Regions from separate parts of the Mus musculus genome. Here all the other regions are linked to region 3. The links are chromatin contacts, called in public HiCAR-type and HiChIP or PLAC-seq maps. All regions are on one chromosome and are shown on one strand. Each heading gives the region's core, a stretch centred on a gene start, on an enhancer-like site or on the middle of the called end of the contact. The rest is flanking DNA. Distances are from core to core; before and after follow the strand shown. Region 1 overlaps Bbx (bobby sox HMG box containing). Region 2 has its middle 20 kb from the start of Gm32231. Region 3 holds the start of Dubr (Dppa2 upstream binding RNA).

Evidence for each region. HiCAR-type assays count read pairs that join an accessible place to other places. HiChIP or PLAC-seq counts read pairs in DNA pulled down with a chosen protein or histone mark.
Region 1: a BATF HiChIP or PLAC-seq map of CD8 T cells shows a contact between it and region 3, with 5 read pairs. The contact joins the enhancer-like site here to the promoter of Dubr in region 3. A contact is called at or near these places in 12 of 39 promoter capture datasets (the C10 cell line, the HPC-7 cell line, cranial neural crest and 7 more), 12 of 484 Hi-C or Micro-C datasets (the 3T3-L1 cell line, 3T3-L1-derived adipocytes, the AML12 cell line and 8 more) and 17 of 115 datasets of contacts at active chromatin or transcription factors (the 230-238 cell line, CD8 T cells, acute myeloid leukemia and 12 more).
Region 2: a HiCAR-type map of embryonic stem cells shows a contact between it and region 3, with 3 times the contacts expected there. The contact joins the enhancer-like site here to the promoter of Dubr in region 3. A contact is called at or near these places in 11 of 39 promoter capture datasets (the C10 cell line, cranial neural crest, embryonic stem cells and 5 more), 4 of 484 Hi-C or Micro-C datasets (CD4 T cells, bone marrow-derived macrophages, embryonic stem cells and 1 more), 9 of 115 datasets of contacts at active chromatin or transcription factors (the 230-238 cell line, acute myeloid leukemia, bone marrow-derived macrophages and 3 more) and 1 of 9 other capture datasets (embryonic stem cells).

Annotation. Positions count from the first base shown.
Region 1 is chr16:50,227,796-50,230,495 of GRCm38.p6, forward strand. The region is part of intron 10 of Bbx (bobby sox HMG box containing); the gene reads right to left. Among named protein-coding and RNA genes, the nearest start is that of Gm4827, 160 kb to the left of the region's middle. Within about 2 kb of position 1,281, at least 8 of the 459 cell types and tissues checked have an H3K27ac peak or open chromatin away from gene starts, as enhancers often do. A contact at or near this core is called in CD8 T cells and regulatory T cells, where this site is marked.
Region 2 is chr16:50,458,036-50,460,735 of GRCm38.p6, forward strand. No RefSeq gene overlaps it. Among named protein-coding and RNA genes, the nearest start is that of Gm32231, 20 kb to the right of the region's middle. Within about 2 kb of position 1,321, at least 29 of the 459 cell types and tissues checked have an H3K27ac peak or open chromatin away from gene starts, as enhancers often do. A contact at or near this core is called in embryonic stem cells, extraembryonic endoderm stem cells, stem cell-derived epiblast-like cells and 1 more, where this site is marked.
Region 3 is chr16:50,731,492-50,734,191 of GRCm38.p6, forward strand. Dubr (Dppa2 upstream binding RNA) reads right to left here and starts at 1,282. Exons shown (of 2, transcript NR_028300.1): 1 at 927-1,282.

The sequences.
Region 1 (2,700 bases), core at 31-2,530, 500 kb before region 3:
GTCTTCTTAAGAGTTAATTAACGTTTGCACAAAGACAGGCAGCATATTACTGTGTGAGTGGGCAGGTTTGCTTGAGAACTTCAGCACTGAGCAAAAAAAGATCACCCTATTTGTCATAGTTCCTAAAGTAAGAATAGACTTTATTGAATAAAAAATGAGTTCATGGGGCTGGAGAGATGGCTCAGAGGTTAAGAGCACTGACTGTTCTTCCAAAGGTTCTGAGTTCAATTCTCAGCAACCACATGGTGGCTCACAACCATCTGTAATAACATCTGATGCCCTCTTCTGGTATGCTTAAAAACAGTTACAGTGTACTCATATAAATATAATAAATAAATCTTTAAAAAAAAGGAGTTCATAACCAAATACCAGAACCTAAGTAAAGTTACACAGTAAGTGTATTTAACTCATTGGAGCTAAAACAGGCTGAGAAGTAGGCAAAAGTGCAACCTTCCTTAGGGTACTATGGACTAAAAAATTATGAGTTCCATAATGATTGGGGAGTGCAGATATTTCAGTGTAGTAATATTCTTCTTAAATGATACCTTTTAGTCTTTTTGTACTATACCATGTAAGATCCACAACTCTCATTAGGAATACTAGGTAGTTTTTAATGGTCCCCAGAGATGAAATCTTTCAGTTTTCTTAAATGTATCATACTTTGTTTCCTGTGGTCACTTAAATGCCCAGATTTGTTTTATCCACATAATATGCTAGGGAGTTTGGTCTCTTCAATTCGACATTTTTATAATTTATGTCATGTACCTAGTCCCTAGATGAGTGACTTCCCATTTCTCTTTATAAAACTTAACTTATCAAAGTTTGAATCGTCTTCCAGCTTTGTGTCAGCCACACATTTGATAATAGTGTTTTTCATGGCTTTGCCTAAGCCTTTGGGACAGTGATAACTACACTGCCTTCTGATGAACTTCTAGACTCTGTTTTATTCTGAACATTAATAAACCTCAGCCATCTAAGGATGTGTCATAATCCCATCTCCTGTTCTGTTTAGAAGGCTGTCAAAAGTCTTGTTGAACCCTGGACACTGTGTGCTGCATACCAACAATATCAACAACTTTCTTTCAGCTTTAAGAAGAGGCGTAAACCTCAATAGCCATAGCAAATAGAAAATGAAGCTGGCCAATGCCCTAGTTAGTTTAACTGGCTGTGCAGAAACAATTCTTGGACTATCTAGCAGAGTGACTCCCACACAGGGAGCTTGTTAAAAACAGCTCATGGAAATTATAGCAACTAAACAGGAAATGGCAAGGAAACTCAGAGGTGAGCAGCAACAGGAAGCTAACTTAAAAGCAGAGAGGATAAAGGATGATCCTGAAACCCAATGGCCAGGTTGCTAGTGTAAGACTGAAACATGAAGGGCCTCACAGGGGGCAGCTGGTTCCTGGAGGGATGGATGTGGCTTAGCTGACAGATAGCTCTTCCCTAGCTCCCTGTGCTGAGTGTTTCTTCTCTTCTTCCCCAGGCTCCCATCAGTGTCTCTCAGTAGCTCAACACAGGTGGAAGCTGAGCTCTGCAGTGAGTGGCATGTCAGAGAATGGAGCAGGACCACTCTGGGACAAGCACCTGGGACCACAGGAGTTGTCGGGGAGATTATTAATTTCCAATTTCCACCTCTTTCCTACACGTTCCAGTGTTAGAACACTTTTAAATGTTTCGATGAAATAATAGACTACATTAAGAAATTATGCATAGTCTCTGAAAGTCAGAGTGATTTTTCCCTATTTGTTATGAGCTATTTCCACAACTTGTCAAAGGTTACCAAAACTGAGACAAATCTCATTTGCAAGGTCTTGCCATAGCCTACAGTGGGATTTTTCTGTACAGGAAAGCCAAATTAATATCCCACCATCACGTTGCTCTGGTTCTGAGTTACTCACTAGCCTTTCTTCACATGCATATTCCAGTTTGAACATCATCTTTCTTCCTCCCATTTCACAATAGTGCAAAACAATAATTATGTAGTTTGATTTTTTCCTGGATATTTCGGATAGCTTTGCCTCCTCTAATTTAAACTAGCCAATTTCATTTTATTTTTCATTAGTTACAAAAAAATTTAAAAAACAGCCTAGGTTTTTTTTCCCTGCCATTTTTTGCATTCATTGCTCATGATGATTTTCACACTATATTTTAGAGTACTTCTTAAATGTGGATATAATTCTTTTCTATTTTTTCCTTCATTACTTCATTACTTGCTACAAATATATTCATAGGTTGTCTGTCATAAAAAATTGAACTTTACTCTATTTTTTTTACACATATGTGCATGTTTGTACACCGAGGGAGGAAGAGAGGAGCAGAAGTGTGATCTGCAGAGGCAGAAACAAACCAGAACGTAACAAAACGGTGCAGAGGGAGGACAGCGGGGCTGACTGTCACCAGTATTTGTGTCTCATCTCATCCTAGGCTGATTTGCTGGTTTAGTTTCTGAATGTTTTGAAAGACAGTTTTCCTTACGTGTAAAAGATATATACGACTCTACTGTAACCTTAGCTACAAAATTTCCCTTTTAAGTACTTAAGTTTCCTGGCCGTTATATAAGACTCAACTACATTACCTGCTGTTTTTTTAATATTTATTCTCTCACCATCCTAGGTATTTCCATTTGACAAAAACAGAACCCGGGGTCAGTTATAGATGTAATAACTCTTTGAAGATATATGTACCCTTGAGGCCAAGAAA
Region 2 (2,700 bases), core at 71-2,570, 270 kb before region 3:
AAATATTTATTTACTACGTCAAGATGGTATATGGAGATACTGCATTTGCCCTCGGGAGTTCTGCTCACCTGACATCCAAATTCTTCAAAAAGCTCTTGGTGTTCATCAGCATCAGCCTAGCAAACTGACATTTGACATCTTTTTATTAATTCCTCGTCAAGTTAACCTTGCTCAGACTATGAGTACCTCTAGTCCTAAACCATGAATATGCCAGCCTCTTACTTTAAAATCCCTCCTTCTAGCTTCATAAAAATACTACCTCAGCTCAAGTGACTTTAATTGCTAGAAATCTTGATAAAGCTAATAGTGATTAATTTTAATATCCTTACATGTAAAAATATAGCTTGTAGGCCGGGCGTGGTGGCACACGCCTTTAATCCCAGCAATCAGGAGGCGGATTTCTGAGTTCGAGGCCAGCCTGGTCTACAAAGTGAGTTCCAGGACAGCCAGGGCTATACAAAGAAACCCTGTCTGGAAAAACATATATCTATATCTATATCTATATCTATATCTATATCTATATCTATATCTATATCTATATCTATATCTATATCTAGACAGACAGACAGACAGACAGACAGACAGATATCTTGTATTAATTTGATTTTATGATTCTAGTAAAAAAAGCTATTACCACTGAACTCATTCGATATATTGTAGCAATGAGAATCATCTTTTCTGGACTATGAGCTAAAACCAGCATGTGAAATGGAACCCACTCAAAACCACTCAGACCCGTGGGGTGGGGGTGGGGGTAACCTTGTGGAGTAATAAATCCAGAAGTTGCTTATCATAAAGTTGGCTTTGAAAGCAGCAAATCAAGTCGGATCGTGGCAGTGGCTCCATTCTTCAGTTTCCTCCCCTTTTGCTTCCAAAAACATGGCCTCCAGTATGTCTGTCTCTCATGGTGCGTTCAAGATGTTCAGTAACATGAAGACGCACAAGTCATCAATCCCAGGGGGAAGGAGGAAGTGCAGGATGTACTATCTGCTTGGGTGACATAAGAAGGAGGAAGGCACATAGACCCTCACTGGCAGTTGTCAAGATGCTTCCAGACAAGGACTGAAGCCACGCCCTCCATAATACAACCAATCCAAAAAACCAAGGAGAGCAAGAGGAGGCCTGGTGGTCGTCTGGGTCCCTAAGAGTGTGGCTCCTAAGAGTGAAATGATCTATGCTTGATCCAAAGATGTCACCAGAAGTTGACTGGAGTCAGCATGAATTACAAGTATGCTAGCAGGAGGTCAAGACTCACTCTACTCTTATCTCTCAGGAATGCAAGCTTTTGTGATCAGCCTCCAGCCCCCTGCCTGAAACAACTACTAGCCCAGACCTGCCCTCCCTCCCCTCTGGGAGCTGCGGGTTGTTCCTGCCAGACTGCAGGGACCTGGGAGGATCCCAGCAGGAAAAGGGCAGTGCCTTTATCCCAGTTACCTGTACAGTCCTCTCCAGCCCCTGGACTTTTCTCCTCCCTATCTCTGATGGTTCCGGCCTTCCTGAAACCAGTTTTGATCTTCTGATTCCTTTCAGGTTGAAGTAGGACAAGTTTGTGTCAGTTAGACCAAGGAAGAAGCTGGGTTTGTTGTTGTTGTTGTTGTTGTTGTATCTGGGAGAGTTTGGAAGGCCGAAAGGCAAGGAGGAAATGGTATCATTGTATAATCTCAAAAATAAAAGAAATAATAAACCTGGCTGTGGTGTGTGCTGCACGCCTTTAATCCCAGCACTCGGGAGGCAGAGGCAGGCAGATTTCTGACTTCGAGGCCAGCCTGGTCTACAGAGTGAGTTCCAGGACAGCCAGAGATAATACAGAGAAACTCTGTCTTGAAAAACCAAACCAAACCAAACCAAACCAAACCAAACCAAACCAAACCAAACCAAACCAAACCAAAACAAAACAAAACAAAACAAAACAAAACAAAAACAAGAAATAATAATTAAAAAATCAATGCAAGGAACACTAAGAAAAGTTACATACCAATACAATGTTAAGCTACTTGACTGAGCTTGTGCGGTGATTCTAGCACCTGGGAAAAGGCGTCAGGAAGATTCTCCCAAGTTTAGAGCAGATTGAACGATATAATGAGTTACAAGCTAGCCTGGGCTACAGCTTAAAATGCTATCTCAAAACAGAAAGATTTAAAAAATGTTTTCACTCTATAAATATATAAAATCTCACAAACTCACAAACTTAAAACTTTTTATTTTTTTTTAATTAAAAAACACAAAAAAGTTTTCATAGCCACAATGAACTAACCAGTACCTCAGAGCTCGTGACTCTAGCTGCATATGTAGCAGAAGGTGCCCTAGTCGGCCATCATTGGGAAGAGAGGCCCCTTGGTCTTGCAAACTTTTTATGCCTCAGTACAGAGGAATGTCAGGGCCAAAAAATGGGAGTGAGTTGGTAGGGGAGCAGGGCAGGAGGAGGGTATAGGGGACTTTTGGGATAGCATTTGAAATGTAAATGAAGAAAATATCTAATAAATTTTTTTAAAAAGCAAAAGTAAAATATGATAATCTCATATGTATTATTAACTTCTAAACACATTGATTCAATTTTTCCCACTATAAGACCCATCCTACAAATGATGGTATTTTCAATTGCTTTGAATTTTTAAAAAAAGTACATATAGAGACCTAACATCAAAAAGAGTACAGGCTAGTAAATATAAAAACATGCATAAGTTACTAAAATAAGGGACA
Region 3 (2,700 bases), core at 32-2,531:
ATTGGATGGATAACTATTATGACAGAAAGAACAATTAGAATACTTAATGCTAAGGCAGTGTCTATATTTAGCATGAGTGTGCTTTCTTTGTTACGGACTGCGATGAAGGAGGCTTGTACTAGATTATATCATCTAGACTGTTGCCAGAGTATGTTTGTTTAAGTACTGAACTGCATTTGTAATCGGCATACTATTTTCTGTGCTGTTTTTCAACAAATGTTAAACAGCTTCAACAACCTAGTTGTTCAGTAAGTGGTCTTACCAAGTGAGCACTGAAAAAAAAAGAGGGTTAAAAGCATACATAAAGCTTTTCAAGTTGTTTTAAGTTTGTTGGGATTATGTAGAATTTCAACATTCTTCTATACACTTTTCAGTATGTTTTAAATGATCACACTGGACATATCACAGCAAAAGAGACATTATCAAAACACAATAGTTTACCTTTTTACACTAAGCCAATTTATCCAAAGTGTTGGACTTTACTAGCCACGGAAAGTGACCGATTCAGAATAAAAGACTAGCCGGTTTGGCTACTGTTCTAAGAGGTTCCTGGCGGTCTTGACTGGTAACCGGCCAGGGGAGGAGGCGCAAACAGGTACGTGGGATTCCTGGGCTGGTGTTCAGAACCAGGTGCAATCGAAGCCTGGGCATCCTTACAGAAACTGGATCCTTTCTGCAAGCACCAGAGACGCGGCGCCAGCTCCCAGAAAGTGAAGGATTTGCCTGCCATCGCAAATCTGCAAGCGTTTAAGGCCGGCGGCCGTGAGTGGGTGTTTCCTCCTCCTATGCAAGGTTGTGAAAGATGAGTACGTGACAGATTTCGCTCTTCCTGGGGGGCGGGGGTGGGGTGGTCACAGAACTGGTAACTCTCTAATTGGCGACTCTCCAGAGGAATCTTAAAGCACGTAAAGTTTTTTTCTTTTTACCTGGGCTGGCGTTGGCGGGTAAAGAGCGGGGTGTGGCCGGATGCCTTCCGCGGCTCAGGATGCCCTGAACGCTCAGGACGCTCGCACTCTTGGGGCGGAGTCCACTCTGTGTCAGGACACAGTCCCGTTGGGACAAGAGGAGACTCGCATCCCTTCAGCCGGCTTAGAGAAGCGGGAACTTCTTCGGACTCGAACAAGGTGCGATGCCACTCCGAGCAGCCTACGCGGAGCAGTTTCGCCTTTTTTCCATCGCCGGGATCTTCACCGTTCTGACAGGTCTGCCCGTTGCTTTGCAACTTTGCTAGAAGCGCGGCCTGGGTGCGGCTGACAGCTCTACGCACGCGCGGTGCCGGTCCACGTCCCGCCTACCTTAAGGCTCCTCCCACAGAGCAGGTCACGCCCACCGCTTAGCTTTGGCTGCTGGCTGAGCTGCGGCTAGGAACCAGTCGCCGCTGGTGCTGTGGGCGGAAGAACACACACTGGATTCTGAATTAGTTGTGAACAGTGTCTACCTTCCCCCAGAGATAACATCCATACTAGACCTGTGTAAGCGGCGAGATCCTGTGCTTCAACCTAGTTTCTCAGAATAAGCGATTTTTCTCCATCGGGGTTTCTCAAGCACCCGTGGTGGTAGAGATTCGGGCTAGGTGATCATACAATGTGTCCATAAGGTGAAGTGACTTAGTATTTTGCAGCATCCCCGATTTCTAGTCTCTGGGTGGCAGCTTCAATCTCCACCCCTCTTATCTCCCTGATTCTGAGCAACAAGAATATACTCGAATTCTGCTACGTATGTGCCCATATTTGACTACAGGCTTAAAATACAGCAGGGGTCAAGAAATGTAACAAGTTTAGTAACCTCTATCTGATAGAGTTAATATGATTTAATTTCCTCAGTTGTTCCAAAAAATATTCAATTTTTACTTTATCGTTTGTTGGTAGAATTTAAATCTAGGATTAAGTTGATTACATAACACATTTAGATGTCAATTATCGGTCTTCATTCCATTTAGTTCAGTTCTCCACCCCCTCTTTGCTGTTTTCTTGACATTGACTAGGATGGGTCTCCTCCCAGAGTATCCTTCACTCTCTCTATTTGACTGTTTCTGCATATTGGTAAGACTGGTGGAAATTTTACCTAGATGATTTTTCGGTTTTCAAATGACTGTCTACCTATTCTAACAAGATAACTTTATAAAATTCCTTTTCCTCTTTACTTCTAGGGATGTGAGATACCACCTATGTCAATTTCTACACTGTACATGAGTCCTGATCTATATAATTTTTCTTTTCCACATTGATTAGATATTGTCATATTCGAAATTTATCCTTTTTAATTGTAGTCTGTGCAGCGTATTGCAATGTCTGAAAGGGCTTAGGCCTGCCTCATTGCGGCTTGCTTTTACATTATTTTTTCCCATATAAACAATAGAATATAGCTTCATTAAAATACTTTTGGAGAAACGGAGAATAATTTGATGTGCTTTCCCATTGGAGAACGGAATTTATCTTTCCTTTTATTGAAAATCCAGTTCTGTGACATTCAACAAGACTTTCTAGTGTTTTCCATATAGGATGCTTACATGTCTTGCTTATAGCGTAGTCCCTTTTGCATCTGCACTGTAAAAGAGCCTCATCCTATCTCTTCTTCCTCATGAGTGCTTGTTGCCCCAAACGACGACCATAATTTCTGTATGTAATTTTATATCTTGCTGTTAGGTTTAATTTGTTGCTGATTCAGGAGCTTGTCATCGGAGAACATCTTGCTTTTATG